5 separate regions of the Mus musculus genome follow, and regions 1, 2, 3 and 4 are each linked to region 5. The links are chromatin contacts, called in public Micro-C and promoter capture Hi-C maps. All regions are on one chromosome and are shown on one strand. The core of a region is the stretch at or near the end of the contact, and the rest is flanking DNA. Distances in the headings are between cores, read along the strand shown.

The links. Promoter capture Hi-C pulls out the DNA fragments that hold promoters and counts their contacts. Hi-C and Micro-C count contacts between places; a contact is called where the count stands out from the background.
Region 1: a contact with region 5 is called in a promoter capture Hi-C map of embryonic stem cells. The contact joins the promoter of Hoxb2 here to the promoter of Cbx4 in region 5. A contact is called at or near these places in 3 of 39 promoter capture datasets (cranial neural crest and embryonic stem cells), 2 of 484 Hi-C or Micro-C datasets (both in embryonic stem cells), 1 of 115 datasets of contacts at active chromatin or transcription factors (embryonic stem cells) and 1 of 9 other capture datasets (embryonic stem cells).
Region 2: a contact with region 5 is called in a Micro-C map of embryonic stem cells, with 6 times the contacts expected there. The contact joins the promoter of Hoxb13 here to the promoter of Cbx4 in region 5. A contact is called at or near these places in 1 of 39 promoter capture datasets (cranial neural crest) and 1 of 484 Hi-C or Micro-C datasets (embryonic stem cells).
Region 3: a promoter capture Hi-C map of embryonic stem cells shows a contact between it and region 5. The contact joins the promoter of Hoxb5 here to the promoter of Cbx4 in region 5. A contact is called at or near these places in 2 of 39 promoter capture datasets (both in embryonic stem cells), 1 of 484 Hi-C or Micro-C datasets (embryonic stem cells) and 1 of 9 other capture datasets (embryonic stem cells).
Region 4: a promoter capture Hi-C map of embryonic stem cells shows a contact between it and region 5. The contact joins the promoter of Hoxb7 here to the promoter of Cbx4 in region 5. A contact is called at or near these places in 3 of 39 promoter capture datasets (cranial neural crest and embryonic stem cells) and 1 of 9 other capture datasets (embryonic stem cells).

Annotation. Positions count from the first base shown.
Region 1 is chr11:96,350,298-96,354,010 of GRCm38.p6, reverse strand. It overlaps Hoxb2 (homeobox B2), which reads right to left and starts at 2,379. Exons shown (of 2, transcript NM_134032.2): 1 at 1,816-2,379; 2 at 1-1,061. The coding sequence starts at 2,200. The coding sequence ends at 382. It overlaps Hoxb3os (homeobox B3 and homeobox B2, opposite strand), which reads left to right and starts at 617. Exons shown (of 4, transcript NR_155303.1): 1 at 617-951.
Region 2 is chr11:96,192,142-96,196,046 of GRCm38.p6, reverse strand. It overlaps Hoxb13 (homeobox B13), which reads right to left and starts at 1,731. Exons shown (of 2, transcript NM_008267.4): 1 at 1,001-1,731; 2 at 1-74. The coding sequence starts at 1,604.
Region 3 is chr11:96,301,890-96,305,601 of GRCm38.p6, reverse strand. Hoxb5 (homeobox B5) reads right to left here and starts at 2,090. Exons shown (of 2, transcript NM_008268.2): 1 at 1,427-2,090; 2 at 1-712. The coding sequence starts at 1,988. The coding sequence ends at 465. The region is part of intron 1 of Hoxb5os (homeobox B5 and homeobox B6, opposite strand); the gene reads left to right.
Region 4 is chr11:96,285,318-96,289,211 of GRCm38.p6, reverse strand. Hoxb7 (homeobox B7) reads right to left here and starts at 2,566. Exons shown (of 2, transcript NM_010460.2): 1 at 2,085-2,566. The coding sequence starts at 2,484. It overlaps Hoxb8 (homeobox B8), which reads right to left. Exons shown (of 2, transcript NM_010461.2): 2 at 3,887-3,894.
Region 5 is chr11:119,084,665-119,088,391 of GRCm38.p6, reverse strand. Cbx4 (chromobox 4) reads left to right here and starts at 2,155. Exons shown (of 5, transcript NM_007625.2): 1 at 2,155-2,443; 2 at 2,592-2,635. The coding sequence starts at 2,375.

The sequences.
Region 1 (3,713 bases), core at 1,130-3,629, about 23 Mb after region 5:
TATTATAAAGACATTTATTTACGCTATGAAAATAATGTACAATAAATACTTTCCCCCTTTCCTATTATTAAACAATTTTAATAAATAATCTACAATCTAAAACTTAAAAAAGAGGAAAATAGGTCCCTCTAGTTCTTTGTAAGAAAACCCTCTCCCACTAGAGTTTAATTATTCCTGAGATTTCGTTGGAAGGAGTTTTACCAAGTGGAATTTTTTGTGTGTGGTTTTAAAAAGCGAAAAGGAGTGAATGAAACGCTAATTCGTTACTATCTGGATTTTAACAAAACGGCATAAATGTATCCACGAGTGGAGAAGGCCCGATTCCCCCCGCCCCCAACAGCCAAGGAGGACCAGACGGAAAGGACCAAAGATGGAAAACAGTTAGGGAAACTGCAAGTCGATGGCACAGAGCGTGCTGGTGAAGAAGTCCAGCTCTTCCTCGGAAAAGGGCACGGGGCTATCGAGAGAACCCTGCAGGCTGGGTGAAAGGCCTCCGGACATCTGGAGACAGGAGTCTGCAGCGAAGAAATTGAGGTCCGGTAGAAAAGGCGAATCCTGCCGCTCGGGGCAGGCGTCTTCGGGTAGGGGCTCGCTCTGCCGGCCTCCGGCTCTGAGCATTGTGCAGCCGGGGCTCGATGCGCCCACACTCTCCAGGGTGGTGGCAGGCAGCGCTGACGGCGGTGCGCCCCGGGGTCCCTGCGCGGCCTCGGCGGGGTGGAAGCAGGCTTCCCGCAGCCGGTGAGTCGCGACGTCGCCCGGGCTGACCGTGGGTTCCTCGGCTGGCTCTCCCGCGTCGTCCTGGGCGCTCGGCCCGCCTGGTTCTCCCTCGGGCGGCTCTCGATGCTGCGTCTGCCGCTTGTGTTTCATGCGTCGGTTCTGGAACCAGACTTTGACCTGCCTTTCGGTGAGGTCCAGCAAGGCAGCGATCTCGACGCGACGCGGCCGGCACAGGTACTTATTGAAGTGGAACTCCTTCTCCAGCTCCAGCAGTTGCGTGTTGGTGTAGGCCGTGCGCAGTCTGCGGGAGCCGCTGCCGCCGCATTCTGGCAATCCGGGGCCATCTGCGAGGGAAGCACCCCTATGTTATCAGAGAGGTCTCAACGCAGCCTCCGTTTAGCTGAGATCGGGAGCACCCCTTTGGCTTAAAAGACTCTCAGCAGTCCTACTCGGGCTCCCACCCCACCCCCACAGCGCTTCTTTCTGTGTCTTTGGGGTTTTTTTTAGTGCTCTTCCACGTAGGCAGACCCGGCCCGGGTCAAGTCGGTGCCTTCAGAGCCGCCCACGGGCCACGTAGGGGGCGGGGAGCAATTTCTCTTAGCTCCCAGGACCTCAGAGTCTCCCTCCCCCAAGTCCTCCCAATGGACCCCTCAATTCAGAACTTTCCAACTCAACCTGGGGAGAGAGGGATCATAGATTGTTCTTCACCCCTTTCCTTCCTAGCTTTTGAATTCCCTCTTCTTCCCTAGCTTTAGGAGAGCTAGAGGCATCGCATCTTTTCCAGGCTCCAGATTCAATCCCAGACACGCTTCATTCCTCTACACAGAAACCGGGGAAACCCTTCAATCGAATCATTTTTTTCTAAGCACATTTAAAAAAAAAAAAAAAAAAAAAGCATCCTCCCCACCCTCAATCAGCTTCCAAAATTTTCTGGGGGTGGGGAAGCTAACAGTGGCTAGGCCTGAACCCCAGCGGGATACTCTGCTTCCCTCGCCCCAGATCCGTCGACCTAGGGAACCCCACCAGGAGCCCCATCACCTCACATTCTCCCCTTCTCTTCCAACTGCCCCTCACCCCGCCCCTAATACGTTTACCCACCTGATGGTGATCCGACCTCGGAGGCCCGGACCGAGGAGGCGGCTGGAGAAGGGGATGCGGCGGATTGGCTGGGTTTCTTGGTGGATTTCTTCTCTTTCATCCAGGGGAACTCGGGGGCTGGGGGGGCAACGGGGAGTGGCGGCGGTGACCGCAGAGCAGGCCCATCTCCGGCTTGCTTTTGGCTCCCTGGTCTCTGAAGGGTGGAGGCGCCGAGCTGGAGGCTGGGGAAGGTTTGCTCCAGAGGAGGAGGAGGAGGAATTAATGTCGACTCCTTGATTGATGAAGTTTGAAATGTCTCCAAGACAGCGGGGAAGGAAGTCAGACACTCGGCGAGCGATGGCTGGCTGTTTATAAACCCAATCTCCCTCTCAAATTCAAAATTCATGGCTTTCAATGGTGGGGGAGGGGGCCTGCTGGGGGGGGCGTCAGGAGGGAGAATCAGAGGGACCCCCCTCTCCCGCCCCCCCCAGGTTTATGCAATGGAGCAATTTCGCGGGGGGGGGGAGATTTCGCTCTCTCTCTTTTTTTTTTAAATTTAGGCCTTTATAATTGTATATTGCTGATAAATACAAGCGTATGGGGACTCTCTCTATTAAACCCAGGACTCCGCCGAAATTGCAGGGAATTCATGGTCACGGGACCGGTCTCCGCCAATCGCTAGTCTAGGCCTAGTGGAAAACACAGGCATTATTTGCTTTAATTGATTCAAAAACTCCAGAGGACCACGACCTGGATACCATGAGGCTTCCTCCTCTACCCCTGTTCCTTCATCAGTACCCTACACTCTCCCTAATGGCTCTCTTTTCCCAGAAAAGCCAAAAGAACCTCTTCCTTCCCTTCAGAGACTGTGTGGTGGTGGCAAACAACCACATTTAAGGGAGAAATGGAGTGAGTTAATATGCTTTCTTTATGTGGCCCTCAGTAGCCTCTTACCCTACCACCACCTCAGCCCCCAAAAGAAAAGAAAAAAAAATCTCATTTAGGGGGAAGTGGGAGTAGAAAGAGGCTTCCATACCTTGGGGGAAATCAGAAAGGAGATGGATAAAGGACAGCACTAAACACCAGCAGCAGCGGCAGCCCACCCACCCTCAGAAAGCAGTAGTTCACACTTAAGAAATGCACAGAGCTGGCACGCAGCAGGGACATAGATTCCAGGAGCACTTTGGGACATGGGCCTACCTCCCTTGCTATGTGCCCTGGATTCTAGTCTCTGCTCAGAATTTACAAGCAGTTTCTTATGTCCACTTGCCTTCCTGTTGGGGTCATCTGTACTCACACTGTGACACCCCAACCCTGGCAATAGGAGGGTCTAAGAAGGTCTAAGGTGACAGATGTATTCACAGGCCCCCAGGTGTATCTGTGTCTCTATCCAGGGCACCAAAGTAGCCATCCACTTAACTTTCAAAGCTAAAGTCAGTGCACAGTCGCCCTCTGGACAAAGGGATTTCCCCCTCTGTATTTGCCTTTGGGCTACTTTTAAAATCCCTGGTAAGAAAACATTTCCTAAAGATGGTGGGGGAGAGGGGGCTGGGGATAATGACCACCACTGAGATTATATTCTGCTTTGGGCCTCCAGAGAGAAAAAAAAATGTAATGTATTCTATGGTGAGGCACCTATGATGGGCTCAATTTTAGAATATTGTGATTTACTAGAGGAAGGAGGCAAAAAACAACAAAAAAAAAAAAAAAAAAAAAAAAAACCAAAAACAAAAAAACCTCAGAGCCACAAGCAAATTGGTGGGAAACTAGGCCTCAAAGCTGAAAATGAAAAGTCGGCTGGGGGAAGATTTTTAAATAAGTGGGTCAGAGGGACCAAGAGGAGATGAGGCGATCAATCTTAGCCCCCTGACAGCTCCCTCCGATTGCATCAAAGAATTTGGCTCTTTGGGAAAGCAGAG
Region 2 (3,905 bases), core at 482-2,981, about 23 Mb after region 5:
GCTATAGGGAATGCGTTTTTTGCGGCCTCGGCGGAAGGCACAGCCGTCGGGAGGAGGGTGCTGGACACTGGGCTCTGTGTGGTGGAAAAAGAGAGGGAAGAAAAGGCATCTTAGTCCCCTCTCTAGCGCAAGATCAAGCGCAGACCCAGGCCCTGCACGCCTCAGGGCTACGTCATCCTGCAGGCGCTTCCTGATCATCCTATGTGTGGGCCCGGCTCCCTCAAAGCACACAGCCCTAGATTCTGCCTGATTCTCTGATAGCCACTCACTCAGCCTCTGCTCCTACTGGCCACCCCCACCATCACTGACCTCACACCAGGAGTCTGCAAACACACCCACCCTGTCAGGTTTTTGTCCACAATCACACAATCCACTTTCACATGCGTGTTCGGATTCAGCCACTCCTCCAAACTGGCAAATTATGTACATGAGAAAACAGGGTTCTGTTCCCTACCCAACACACACATACACACACAAACACCATGCACACACACTTACACGCACACTCACGAACACACCCTTCAATACACCCTCAGTCAAAGAAAACCTAAATTTTCCTTTCGAAATTGACCTAAAAAAAGGAAAGGGTTATATTCTCGAGGAAACACCCAATATCTCCGATCCCACCTCTCAATGCCACTCTCGAGACCACTGGATTATGTCATTTGGCCTTTGGGCAGAATTAGTCTGGGATTGTGCTGGGTAGGGACTCTTTGCCCCCAATCAACAGCAGAGATCCAAGGTTCTCCCGACATATTCAAAGACTGGTCCTAGAGCCTCCTGGAGAAGTCAGGAAGGCTAGCACCCTGCTGAGGCCCCTTATTCTGACCCTCTGAGGCCCTCTTGTTGCCTGGACCCTCCCTCACAGTCCTAGTAAATAACCCAGGAACCCTAGGCCCCTCCTCATCAGCCCGAAGTTTCCCTTCCTCTCCTCTTCCTCCTTCCCAGCAAGTGCCAGCGTAGCCCATGCTGAGCCAAGGGGAGCCAGAGTAGAACTTACCTGCAAACGCTGCTTTCCAGAATGGACCTGGTGGGTTCTGTTCACCTTGGCAACACATCTGGCTGTTCCAGCCACCGGCCAGGGCCCAGGGCTGGTAACTGTCCACGGGAAGCAGAGAATCGTGGCGAGGCTCTCCGGGGGCTCCCAGGGTCTGCACCACAGACACATCCAGGTAACTGGCCATAGGCTGGTATGGTCCCGGGTAGCCCGGATAGAAGGCAAACTCGGTGGGACGGCTGGGATACTCCTCCCCAGGTGCAGGAGTTTCCGAAGGGTAGGTAGCCAGGGCGGCCGTCTGGGCACAGGGTTTCAGGGAGCTCCTGGATACTCGGCAAGAGTAGTACCCGCCTCCAAAGTAGCCATAAGGCACAGGAGCTGGAGATGCCCCCTGAGGCACCCCAGGACAAGGGTGGCACTGCTTTGGTGGCTCTGCAGAGCCTGGCAGATCCAGGGGGGCATAGTTGACAGTTGGCATCAGCGTTGGAGCCGCGGGATGGCTAGCCAGTGGGGAGGAGTGGGAGACTAGATTCCGACCCCCTCCAGCTCCCAGCAAGCCTTCGATATCCTTGGCCCCGTCCAAGGTGGCATAATTGCCGGGCTCCATGGAGCCAATGATCGGCTCATGGGGAGCCGAGGGTGAGGGTTCTAGGGGGCAGCAAGCTGTCTCTCCCCACCCAGGCCCAGGGAATCCTAAGCGTTTTAAATCGCTCCCAGCTCGAACGGCGCCTGCATTCGCCTGGCTGGGCCGTCTTGACGCAAGAGACGCAAGAGCCCGGGCATGAGCGCTGATTGGCTGTGGCCTGGGGGAGAGAGGCTCATAAAATCCTCCCGCAGAAATTGCAGGGGGAGAAGGGACGGGGAGCCCGGCTCCGCCTCCTCTCTTCCCTTCTCTTCCTCTCCGCCTGTCTCTTTTTCTTTTTGTATGTGTGTCTCTGTCTTTATCTGTATGTGTTCTGTGTCTCTGTCTCTATATGTGTCTCTGCTTCTGCCTGCTGTCTCGGGTCTCTGCCTGCGCTCTCTCTCTCTCTCTCTCTCTCTCTCTCTCTTCCTGGCTCCCAGTCTTCTGCGCTTTGGCAGGTTTAACGAGAGAATAAAAAGCTCTCCCAATAAAGTGTCCATCTCCTGGGGATGAGGGGAGTCGGGGGAAGGGCTGGGAGGCCACTTCGGGCTGCCTCAAAGGAGAACCCGGGAATGCTTCTGAGATGGGAATGAGAACTGTAGGCGTCAGGGAGCTCTGTGCTTGGAGGCTGGGTACTAGCCACCGTAGCTCATTGTAGATATCCTTTCTGTCCCTAATACACTGCGCCCAGGCAAGTGCCTTCCAGGTCTGTCCCCCAAGGACCCTGCCTAGTCACAACACTGAAAGCCCGGAGGCCCCAATGGGGATGAGGCGGAGCCAAGGGGCGGGGGACACGAAGGAACGTTGAAAACGTGCAGTGCTTGGCTCAGGGAACGCAGTGTCCGGATCTGAAGGGGAAATAGAGCCAATGTCTGGGAAGGGGGTCTGGATTTCCGTTTAAGGGTGGAGAAAGAGACCAAGAGACACAGGCGTACAGGGGCTTTACTTGAAGGAATAGACTCGGTGTGGAAAAGGAAGGCTGGCGGGGGGGGGGGGGGTAGGCAGAGAGGGAGGAGAAAGGAAGAGAGGAAAAAAGGGAGAGGGAGAGAGGGAGAGGTTGAAACATCACAAATGGGAAGGGGGGGTCAAGATTGTATCCCTTTTTCTGGAATCTGCAGTCTGGGGGAGCCAAGGCTGGTTTCGTGGCCATCCCCACCTGTGGGGATCCTGGGTCCCAAGATTGCAGGAGCTTGGTCTGTGTGGGGGCCTTTCTGCTCTTTGGTGCCGCTCTCTAGGCCGGAAAGTCCAGGAACCGAACCCTGGCCCCAGCACACTTCCACAGGACTGAGGGACTAGAAAGCTCAGGACCCCCTAGCTGCCTCTTTAAATTTCCTTGGAAGTTAAAGAGGAGGAGAGAGAGAGTGAACTACCCCAACTGCTAGAATTGTCCGAGGCCCTCTGTTGGGGCCTATTGTGCTGTAGATTCAAATGGCTTGTTTCACAAATCTGCCCTTAAAGTTGGTTTGTTTTTTGTTTTTTGTTTCTTTCCTGTATCACTTTCACATGAAATCCCTTTGTGTCTTCTAGTTTTCTCTCAGGTTTCCCCTCACCCCGGCAGAAAATTTGAACTTTTCTATTCTACATCAAGAGTTTGTTTGTAATAAAGAATCGAACCCCTTGAGCTGAGTCCGGCTCAGCCAAAGCCTAAACTTGAACTTGAGTCACTTTGTGGGAAAGGGCCTATGAAAGCCAGAATGGAGGCCTGTAGTATACTGTGTATCACTCCCAACAGACATTGTTAATAACTGACATGAAGCACAAACATCCCCTCTGATTTTTATCACATTTGAAAACATAGAGAAAGGAAAAAAGAGGAAGGTGTCTGTTCACTGCTTCCCAAAGCCCAATCCAGGTTGTTGTTCACCCAATCATGAAGGGCAGAAACACCAGGATTTCCCCCCTAAAGATTTCGAACTTCCCAGTTCTTAGGTTTCTGTAGACACAGATGCCTGTATGCTGGGATGTAGAGATACAGTGGCATTCACCTTTGATTCCAGCACCAGGGAGGCAGAGGCAGGCCTTTTCAGACCTAGCTTGCTCTACAGACAGAGTTTCAGGACAGCCAGGGCTGCACAGAGAAACCCTGTCTTTGGTGGGGAGGAAAGATGTGTGTAAGTTTATTAATGCTGATACAGCATGAGTGGCCTTTACTTTTTTAAAAAAAAAATCAAAATCATTTGACAAAACAACACTTCTGGGTATAAGGGAAATTTTTACATCCATCGTGGGGTATGTTCTAACACTTTCTTTTTTAGATTACTGAAACTGCATAGATATCCAGAAGAT
Region 3 (3,712 bases), core at 841-3,340, about 23 Mb after region 5:
CCAACCTCAACTGCTGCCCCTTATGGAAGTTTCCAGCAGAAACTCAAAATACAGCCATCATCCTTTTATAAATAAGTTAGAACACAGACGGGGAGGGGAAGTCACATTAAACATGCGAATTTCTTTTTCTTTTCTTTTTCCTGGGGAAAGGAGCGCAACCACAGACACGAGGACATTCAGAAACACTGGCAACTTGGGGGGGGGCGAGCCAAGAGAAGTGGGGAGCACGGAGGGGGAAATAATAATAATAATTATTATTAACAATAATAACAAGATAACCAGTCCAGGAGAGAGGGAGCCATGGGAAGACCTAAGACCAAACGAAAAATTGTAACACAGGACTGGGGTGTGACAGGCTCGTGGGAACTGGTCCCCAGCGGGCAGCGGCAGTGCAGGGAAGATTGGAAGGGTCGAGCTGGGGTTGGTGCGGGCTCTCGGGCCGCCCAGGGCTCCTCCGGATGGGCTCAAGGTTGGAAGGCGCTGCCGGCTGTAGCCAGACTCATACTTTTCAGTTTGTTGTCTTTCTTCCACTTCATGCGACGGTTCTGGAACCAGATTTTGATCTGACGCTCGGACAGGCAAAGCGCGTGGGCGATCTCGATACGTCGCCGCCGGGTCAGGTAGCGATTGAAGTGGAATTCCTTTTCCAGCTCCAGGGTCTGGTAGCGAGTATAGGCGGTCCGGGCCCTTTTTCCGTCTGGCCCAGTCATATCTAGAGCAGTTAGAGGAGAGCCCCGAGGCAACGTTATTCCGGTTAAAGGAGGGGGCACTGAGTGGGAGGGGGCGGGGAGCAGGACCCAGGCGTCCCCAGCACCCAGCTCACCGCAGCTCCCATCCTCCTCACCCCAGATGCCTGCATCCAGCCTCTATTTCTTCATACCCCCCCTTCTCCAGCAGCCCCCACTTCTGATGGTAGTGAATGCTCCCGGCTTTGTCTCTGGCTCCTTCCCAGTGCCTCACCCTAGGCTGGGTTCAGGCGGCAGCTCGCCCGGGAGGGAAGAGAGCCACTGCACTTTTGCCCTAGAAAGCTCCGTTTATAGCCCATTCCCCCTTTGCTAGCAGCAGTCTCAAAATTTCTGTAATAATCAGGACCCTTCCTCACAATACACAAATCCCATCTTTCATCCTAAAGCCGGTGACTGGCTAGGTAAACAAAACCTAAGCTGAACGTGGCAACAAACTGGCCTTTTTTTTTTTTTTTTAAATGCCTACGCCCAGAAAACAACACTGTTTGGCTCTATCTATGGAGCTGTGGGGACCCTTTCTGACACTTTTCCCTCTTGATGGCAAAAAAAAAGAAAGAAAGAAAAAGAAAAAAAGAAAAGAAAAAAGGGATCTATATTTGAGGCAAAGCCAAGCTTTGCTCGCCCCCACCCCCAACACAGGGCAGGAATGCGGAGAGGACAAAAAAGAGATGGAGAATTACCGTGGCTGATGTGAAGCTTCCTCATCCAGGGGAATATCTGTGGAGTCTGCCCCTCGGGCGCGGCCGTAGAGGTGGCCATGGGCTCTGGCTGTGCTCGAGCCAAGCTGGGGCTGCTTAGCTGGCTCGCCGCTTCCTCGGGCTCAGAGGACGCGCTGGCCTCGTCTATTTCGGTGAAATTGGCGCTGGAGCTGGCTGGGGTCGCCTGGTCGGAAGGGGACGAAGCAGAGGGCTTGGCGCCGTGGCTGTCGCCGTTAGTGCAGGGCAGGGACTCGGGCGAGGACAGGGAGCAGCTGGACGTCGCCTGCCTGAAGCGGGGTTCCTGGGCGGACGCGGGGAAGGCGCGCGAGCTCTCGCCCACCGCCCCAAAGTGGCTGGAGGAGGCCGAGGAGCGGTTGACGCTGAGATCCATCCCATTGTAATTGTAGCCGTAAGAGCCGGTGTGCATGGCAGCGGGATCCCTGTAAGAGCCGCTCAGAGAGCTGCCACTGCCATAATTTAGCAACTGATAGTCCGGGCCATTTGGATAACGCCCCGAGAAGGAGTTTACAAAGTACGAGCTCATTTGGGTGATTTTGGAGGGCTTGATTTGTGGATCGTGGTCGTTATAACCCTGTGCTTCACGATTTATGATGTATTAATGAATTATAGCGATGCACTGTACTTCGTTTTGCTATGTATGCGGCCAAATATGGGGGGGGTTAGAAGGGGGATGGGGGGGCGTTAGGGAATCACGTGCTTTTGTTGACCAGTCGTAAATTCTCACTGATGACCTCAAGAGGTAATTCATGCTCTATGGTTACAAATAATGACGATCGGAGAATCGTTAGGGCCGATTCAATGCGAGCCTCCGAGAGGGGGGGAGAAAGTGAGAAGGGGGAAAAACAGGGAGAAGGTTGACGTTGGCCTCTGAGCAGAGCGCGCCACCTCCCGGCGATTGACGGGAGCGCGGGCCGCAGGCCGCCATGGCGGCTTCGGCAACCTCTTTGCTGGCTCTGTGCAACCGCCAAGCCAAGAAAGAAACCCGGCCCGCAGCTCACTCACAGGCTTGAACCTTTAGGAAGATGGATTTGAGTCTTTTGCCTACTTCGTTAGGGTGCGGCTATCCCCTCTATTTGTGGCCTCTCTGACATTATCATCACCATTATTATTTTAACTCTGGGTAATATAATCAAAATGAAGTTGCTTGATCTTCCCTCCTTAGGCTTTGCCAGTCCCCAACTTGGGTAAGGAAATGGGGGGAAGGATTATAAGTTGTGTGTGAAAAACAATTATAAGAATTTTGTTAGCTCAGCCAGGTCTGCTTCTTGGCTAGGCTTCAGCGGCGGGTCCACAACACGAGAGAGAGCCGCAGGACTAGGCTGGAGGGAGGCTGGAAAAGGCAGGGAAGCTCTTCGTTCTCCTGGGCCCCTGGGAAGTTTGGATTTTTCCTTCTGACCTCTCATCCTTAGCCTAGGCCTAGGAACCGAGGTAAACAGGGACCCTAGAAGAGAAAGATGGTCGGTCGGCCAAAGACTAGAGAGACAACCGTCTGAGCGGTTAAGGTTTGGTGGTAACTCTTCTGCGGGAGTTTGGGGTTTAAACAGATCCCCTTTAACAAGCTCGCCAGATGCCAGCTATCTCATTCAGAGACCAAATCCAAAGCCTTGTGTTGCTGGTGGCCAATAATTGGAGAATTTGCTCATGGCCTTACCGCCTTCCCTGGGAAGGTGTTCGGAAGACCGGCGGCCCCTTGCTGAGCTCGCTGGGCGGCCAGAGATCTCCGCAGCTGGGCCCCTTCTGCCAGACGGCTATTTTCTTTAAAAATAAAAAAAGGAGGGGGGAGAGGGAGAAGGAAGAAAAGAAAACGGGGCCTGAAGCTTGCTGCTCGGGTGTGGGTGGCAGTAAAGAGAAAATGAGCCATTTTGGGTTGAGAAGGTGAGACTAAAGGCGCCATCACCTGGACCCCTGCCCTCGGGTCTCCAAAGAGCAAGATAAAGTCGGGCCCTTGCAGCCTTCTGCTGCCGGCTTCCCATTCTCTTCCTGGCCACCGAGCTCCTACTTAATATGAGAAGAGGCACCCTGGAGCCTGTAGACGAGTTGTGGAGAGATGCCCAGTGGCCTCATTTTTCAGTCTCCGGAGCAATAGGCCGGGGATCCGAGGGCCAAGGCCGGCAGAGACAGCCATGTGGGCGGGCCAAAGGCCAGGGCCCTTGGCTCGAAGAGGACAGAAAAAAACACTGCAGAGCGCCTAGACCCGCCCAGCTCCGTCTCTCCAGAGCTCTGGGCAAGGAGGCCTCAAGTGGCATC
Region 4 (3,894 bases), core at 1,317-3,816, about 23 Mb after region 5:
TAGGTGCAGAAAACATTTTCTTTTCTTTGTGTGTGTGTGTGTGTGTGTGTGTGTGTGTGAGAGAGAGAGAGAGAGAGAGAGAGAGAGAGAGAGAGAGAGAGAGTGTGTGTGTGTCCATAAGAGTTGTTCTGTTTTTCAAGCTGGGTCATGCTATGGAGCCTCTGGCTGGTTTCACACTAGCAGCCATCCTCCTGATTCAGCCCCAAGTACTAAGTGCTGGGTTCCCAGGCCAGCCCCAGCACACCAGGTAGTCCTGTCATCCATGAAGGGTGGTTTTGCTCTGCCAGGAGCTTCTGAAAACCAGGTAGTTCTCAGCTGCTGGCTCCCTGAGACTCTATTCCAAAGGGGCTAACACAGAAAGAGAGCAAATTCTGTCATCAGTCACTCTCTAAGGTCAGGGGCACCAAGTCTACCCTTTCCCCATTCAGGTGGCCTTTGAGGTACAGGGCTCTGGAAACCATATTAGTGTCCCTAGAGTGGGGCTCCAGGCCTAGTCTGAGAAGAACAGAAATAAAAGGAGCCATAGGCCCAGTCCCCACCCAAACTTGTTGTGGAATGGGGAAGAGACAAGGACATTATTTCCTTGGACCTTGGCATTAGTAGACTGACAGAACTTGGCTCTGATGATTCCTTCCCAGTAAGTATCAAGCAAGGTCTGACTACTGCCTGCCTTCCTGCACATGAAACCTACTTGTCTGAAGCAATATTTGGGCCTCCAGGACTGCAAGGAAGAAAAGAATGACCAGAGTCTACGAGAGAGAGCAAGGTGAAGATTCCTATGGTGGGGCAAAAGGGTATCTGAGAACTCCCAGCATAGGCTCAGAACCCCAAGGAGACTGGGGAGATGCTGGTATCCGCCCTCTTGGGAAGGAGACAGGAGAGGGGAGAGAGGCTAAGGACCTTAATTTCAAGTCAGCTATAAGCCAAGCTGAAATATTTACGAGGTGGGGGGGGGGAGGGACTTTGATAAACCAACTGGAAGGTCAGTTCAATTACAGGGTAGGTAACAGGAACCGTGAAGAACAATAGTCAAGAAATGGTTTCCTCGTGGCCCCCAAGCCCATGAGTATAGGAGTCTCTGGCCCGGTTGGGTCTTCTGAGCCTTGGAGTTGGCTCCCAAGCCCACCTGCCTCGGGGAAATGTAAAAGGTGTGCGAGGAAGCTGTGAAGGAGACCTGAGGGAAGAAAACCTATGGTTCTTAAAGCATCGTGCACTCCCTAAATCTTGATTTGGTTCTGAAGAGTCCTAGCCCTCCCCAAGAGGAGAGTCATCTTTCTGGAGTGATACCACCAAACTTGGCTGTTCCTCAGGGGCCCACAGAGCCCTTGGAAAGACACCTGGAAAAAAAAAATAACAAACAACCTATGCTCTCCTGGGGAGCTGACGGGCCTTCTAAGTCCATCAGGAGGTGGGGGTCAGTAGACTCATCGCTCTGGGTCTCAGACTAACTCCTTCACCACTCTTTGACTCTGTGTCCCTGTCTGGGTCCTCATCTCTTCTGTTTCCTCTCCCCCATCCCACCAGGCCTCTAGAGCCCACCTCTAATTGTCCTGATGGGAATAATGGGGGAGCGGGGTTGGCTAGAAAGGAAGGGGGAGGGGAGAATCGCTTAGCGCCATGGCCCCCTCCTCCATATCTTGCCCAAGCTAGGGCTGGGGGGACACACCCAGAACTGAGCTCTCAGGCAGGGAAGGGGGGAGAGAGAAGAGAAAGACCCTAATGGCTATTCTCTGCAAACCCCAGCCTTTCTAGGCAAGACAAACGGCCTCGTCTCCAGCCCGTGCCGGCGCTGCTGATAAATATTTAAAGCTAAAAGGCCGGGAGGAAGGGTTGGGGGCGGGCTGGGGGCTTTGAGCTCTGTGGCGTCGGCAAAAAGAGATCCGCTAGGGCCTGAGAGCACTGAGCAAAACTGGGAGTGGGGGTGGCGCGCGTGGTCCCAGCCCAGACTTAAACGGCGTGGCAATGGCCGATCTGCAGCCGGGAATAACCTGGACACAGAGAAGGGTGCCCTGGCCGGAAGGGAGCCCTTCTGGGGACCGTGGCCCGGACACTGCGGCTCGGGACCGCTCAGAGCGCGGCTTTACCTGAGCTTCGCATCCAGGGGTAGATCCGGAAGTTACTCTCGGCCGCCAAGTCCGAGTCCCTCTGCTCCTTGGCGCCAGCCGCCTTGGCGGGGTCGCCCGGACACACCCCGGAGAGGTTCTGCTCAAAGGGCGCGCAGTGCATGTTGAAGGAACTCGGTTCGAGCCCGTAGCCGGCCGCATAGACGCCAGCCGCGCTCTGGCCCGCCATGGCCCCCCCGCCGGAGTACAGACCCTGCACCGAGGCGGAGAAAGGAGCGCCCGGACCTGCTCCATAGCCCGGGCGCTGGGGGTTGGAAGCAAAGGCGCAAGAAGTTTGTTCGGGGAAGGCTCCTGGAGCGAAAACCGAACTTGCGGCTGGATATTTAGAAAATAAAGCATTCGCATAATACAATGAACTCATAATTTGGCCGGATGATTTGTAGTCGGGGACGTTTTAGTGTCGGTTTTACGAGATTCCTTGATATATTACAGAATTAGAGTCCAGATTTACACCAAAAGGACCCCCTTTTTCCTCTTCTGACCACGTGACCCCGGCCCACGTGATATCCCCTCGGCCAATGGTATGACGGCCTCCCGGAGGCTCCCAGTAATGTGGAAAAAATTGTGTGGCGTTGGATTTATAAAATATGATCAATAATGAATGGGAAGGCCGAGCTCTGCGGATTGGGGCTGGGGGCTTAAGGGCCGCTGTCGACCCCCGCGGGCTGGAGGCAGCTTGCAGGCGAGATTTGGGGAAGAAGGAATTGAGTGGAAGAGAAAATAAATAACCTCTGAGGGAACCGTGTTGTCATCCCCCACCCATTTCCCCCAGCCGGTTACAGAGCGAGAGAGACGCAGGGATTGAATGTTCGCAACTTGGTGGGTGGGTGCTGGCCGAATATTTATTAATTTGGGTTAATTCATCCGAGCTGCTGCTCTTCTCCCAAGAGGAGGCGAGCCTGGCCTCCCGGTTGTCTTAGTGCCCCAGTTGTAGTAACTAGATGTGACCAAGGCGTCCCTAAGGCAGAGATCCAACCCAATAAGGCGTTGGACGCTGAGATTTCTGATGACAATAAAAAGATATACAAAATTTAAAAAGAATGGAATGGGGGCTGGGAGAAAAAGGAAGGGAGGAAGGAGGCTTGGGTCCGGCTCGCTGCTTTCCCGGTTCCGGAAGGCGGATGCCTCACTCACTGGAGCGTGGCTGCCAGGAAGGCAGAAGCAACGAAGGAAGGAAGGCTGCGGCAAGCCGAGGCCTAGAAACTGGGAGAAAGTGACGACGTCCCAGAGAGGGGAGGTAGGGAGGAACCGCTTCCCTCTGCTCCTGTTTCCCCAACCTGAGTCCAAGGAAAAAATGGAAATAGAAACTCAGAAGTCTTGCGCTGCATCTTTCTCACCCCCCCGTACCCCCCCCCCCAAACACACACACACACACACACACACACACACACACACACACACACACACGGAAACAAAGAGAAAAGCGGCGGGGGACACTAGCCACCAGCCTGGGTAGATCTCTTCCCAAGAGCGGCCTGGGCGCTGGAGTCTCCCTGGTCCTTCAGCCTCAGAATGCAAGGGGAGGGGGTTTCTCTTGGCTCCCCTCCCTCGATCCTCTCTCCTCCAATCACGTTCAGCCGCCTCCCTCACCCCCTGCGCCCCTGGGCCCAGGGACTCGCACCACCTGCTTCCAGCCCCCGCCCCCGCCCCCTCCTCTCAGCGACCTAGCCTAGGCCAGCCCAGGAGCCTGCTGACCAGCTCCCCCCCACCCCCAGCCCTGCAAGGCGCCTAGGAGCGAATGAGGAGCGGCGGCCCGGGCCAGTCTCGGGTT
Region 5 (3,727 bases), core at 906-3,405:
CAAAGTTGCTCCAGACCTTCTAAATGACCGGATGACCTGAGCGGCTGAGGGTGAATGGGTGCTGTTGGACGGCAGATCGTCACCTCATGACCTACAGGACCCTTCTTTTTTTGACTGAACTGTCCCACAACAGTTTCTCAACTTGAGTACAGTTAGGCACCGTGTTTGTGTGTGTGTGTGTGTGTGTGTGTGTGTGTGTGTGTGTGTATAAAACATCCAAATATAGTAGGGGTGGCCCTTTTCTAGTGCCCCTCCAGCCCCAAGAGTTGGGGTGACGGTAGTCACCCACATCCCATCTTGCGATTCTCCCCTCCTTGGAGACTCTTAGATTTGGGCCTTATGATAGTCAGAGACCAGCCGTTGCACACTGAGTACTCTCTTGTCTCCAGAAGAGGACCCCTTCCACCTCAACACTCTAAGGAGTAAATTCTGAGAGAGCTGCCGCTAAGCAACAGCGGAAGCCACAGTGTTGCAAAGTGGAGGTGCGTGGAGTCAGCGTGTGTGTGCAACATCAAACTAACCGTCTGAAGACTTTTACTGGATGCCTGGGAAAACACAAGCCCTGGCAGGCTTTTGGGGGTTCACTTCTGCACCTGGCCCTTCGCAAGTCATCACAACATAGTCCTCACCAGGCACCCTGAGACGCAATAAAAGCAGGGACAGAGACTCGGACGTCTCCTTGCCCTCCCCCTCCGTCGACCCACTCTCCTCTTTTGCGCTTTTTCTGTCTCTGTGGACGCTCAGCCAAGGGATTGCGCAAGCTTCCTGCTCCACGTTCTTCAGGAGCCCTGAGCTGGGGCCCCGGACGCACCACAGGCAAGGCACACCCTTACCCTCCCACTTAGAATGGCATGTTCTCTGTCAAGTCTACCCACTGCGACCCCACGGATCTCCCAGGCCCACTGTGGCGCCCTCGGAAGGCCGCGTCTGGCGCAGCAGCTCCCCCAGCCGGACGCTGGCGCTGAATACCCCTGAACGTGCGGGGCTGGCCGGCTCCGAGGTGCTAAACTTCACACTCCAGGGCTCCAAAGGCCGCGTCAGCAGGGCTTGGCTGTCAGAGACCAGAGGACGGGAATTCAGGAAGACACTGTGGCTCCTTGGCCATTTCCCCTCCCCTTCTCGCAGTCCACTCATCCACCAACCCTCCGCCTCAACATCTACTTGGTCCTCCCCACTCTTACTTTTGAGGCTCTTCCATGAAGCCCCACGAAGTCCCCTTGGACCCCCCAGACTCATTCACCCCCATATTCATTCTCTCTCTCTCTCTCTCTCTCTCTCTCTCTCTCTCTCTCTCTCTCCCCCTCTCTCTCTCTCGCTCTCTCTCTCTCTCTCTCTCTCTTCTCCCAGCATCTCAGACTAAGCAAGAGGCCTTGCTTAGAAACTGCCCCTTCCCCGCGAATGAGTGAACCAAGTGTAAATTAGAAGCCGTTCAGAATCTTGGGTGGCATCGGATTCAGAGCCCCTTTCTGCTGAGGTTCTTGAGTGCTAAATGCCCCGTGGCCAGCTGTTTCTTTGTCCCTGTCTTCGCCTCTCCGTGCTCCTCCACTTGTCCAAGTCCTCAGTCTTCTGGCTCTTTCTCTCCCCACCTCGCGGCCTAAATGCCCAGAGACTGGCGGGGCGGGGCGGTGGGCACCGAGGGTGGGGTCCTGAACTGCCCCCGCCTCCATTCCGCCCCCTGCCGGAAAGTCCCCTGTGCTTCCAGAGCTCTGCTGGACAGATGTAGTTGGGAGCAACTGTAAAGTGCAGCGGGTGCTTCCGTGGCCCCCAGCAGGGATCCCCGGGCCTTGCACAAGCAGAAACAGAGGCCGAGGGTGGGGACGGGAGAGTCCCAAGTGTCCGGCTGCGGATCAGAGTGGGCCCGGTCGAGGTGCCCACCCTGGCCGCCTAGGCAGAGACACCTCTATTCCGCGGCCCCAGCTCACTTTCCCGGCTCTCAGATCCCTCCCCTGCACCTCCCCGCGCCCTCCTCCTCCCCAGCCTCCTCCCGCGCCCTCCTCCTTCCCTGCTGCCCAGACCGGGGGCCTCGGGTAGGCCGGGCTGCGCCAATCCGAGGCGCGTCCCGCCTCCTGACGCCGAGCTGGGCCCTGCGAGGCCCCGCCCGCTGACGTCCGGGATTTGCATGAGTTCTCGTGCCGCGGCGGCCCGGGCTCAGTTGTCTGAGCGAGCGAGCGAGCGAGCGAGCGCGAGCTGAGAGCCGGCGGGTGCAGGCAGCGGCGGCGGCGGCGGCGGCCAGGCTGTTGAGGGGCGAGTGGCGGCGGCGGGGGCCGGGCGCGTGGCGAGGTCCACGCGCAGGATCGTATCGGGGCGCCGGCGGGAGCTAGCTGTGTCTGCAGCCGCGCCGGCCGCTTGCGCCCCTGAGCGCTCGGGTTCGGCCATGGAGCTGCCAGCTGTTGGCGAGCACGTCTTCGCGGTGGAGAGCATCGAAAAGAAGCGGATACGCAAGGTAGGGGTGGCGCGCGGGTGGCGGCGCCGAGGCGCGGGAGCGGCGGCGGGAGCAGCGAGCGAGAGGCGCGGAGGGGGTGGGGAGGCTGCGGGCCGGAGCCGGGGATCCCGCGGAAGCTGATGGAGTGCTGTCTCTTCCCCCCCTACAGGGCAGAGTGGAGTATCTGGTGAAATGGAGAGGCTGGTCCCCCAAGTAAGTGGCGGCGGGGGCCGGGTGCCTCGGCACCAAGCGCCCTGGCCAGCAGACCCGTGGAGCTGGTGGGGTGGTGGGGGAGCGGACGGGAGGCGGGGTGGAGGTGGGGTGGAGAGAGGAGGGGGTGGGGAAGTCGGTGGCAGGCACTGGGAAGCGGAGCAGCCGAGCCCGAGCCGGGCGCCCTGTGTTGTGCTCCGCTCTCCGGGAAATGCCATCACTAATTTATGCGCTAAAAGGAGCCGGAGGAGCTGGAGAGACGCGGGGCCGAGCCCGGGAGGCCGGCGGAGGGAGGGAGGGCGCAGGCACTGACTGATGTGCAGCAGAAAATGGCTCCTTTCCCCTTTCCCTCCACCGAACGGCTCCATATTGCAAAACCAAAAAAAAAAAAAAAAATTTTTTTTAAAAGCGACGAAAATGCAATTGTATGCGTCCTCCCTCCTGGTGGTGCAGGGTAGGGAAGAAAAAAGACAGAAAATGTTGGGAACTGTCACTGCAGCTCTTTCGATGGGGAATTTTTTTTTTAATTTGAAATGCGAAGGCACCGGATGGAGACAGGCGCAGGCACACACACACACACACACACACACACACACACACTCGGAGAGGGAGAGGGAGAGGGAAAGAGAGGCATATTTTTGTACTGCTGAGTATTTGGGGTTTGCTTGCCAGTGACAGCGGTCTCCTGGGCCTTGAGGGGGGCGCTGAGCTGTGAGTTACCGGATTAGGGGTCCAATGCAGACCAGCTGAAGCCCTACTGGAGACTTGGGCTGGGGATAGGGAGGGGGACTGCGACTTTGCTTTTGGGCTGCTTTGCACGGAGGGTTTCTGGAGAGGAAAGTGGCCTTGGAACACGTCACAGTAACATGCTTAAAATTCTTGACGACTGCAAAATAAACTGCTAGTTTCGTTTTCTTCACCCCCTCCTTTCCTCCTGCCCTTGTGTGTGTATTTTAACTTGGGGGGTAATCAAGGGCCATGTTAAGCCTTAAGAAACCTACTGTCTACCCTCCACATCCATAGCCTTTGATTCAGGAAGCCACATAGGGCCTTATGTCATTCCCAACCTGGCCTTTTTTTTTTCTTACACTCTGC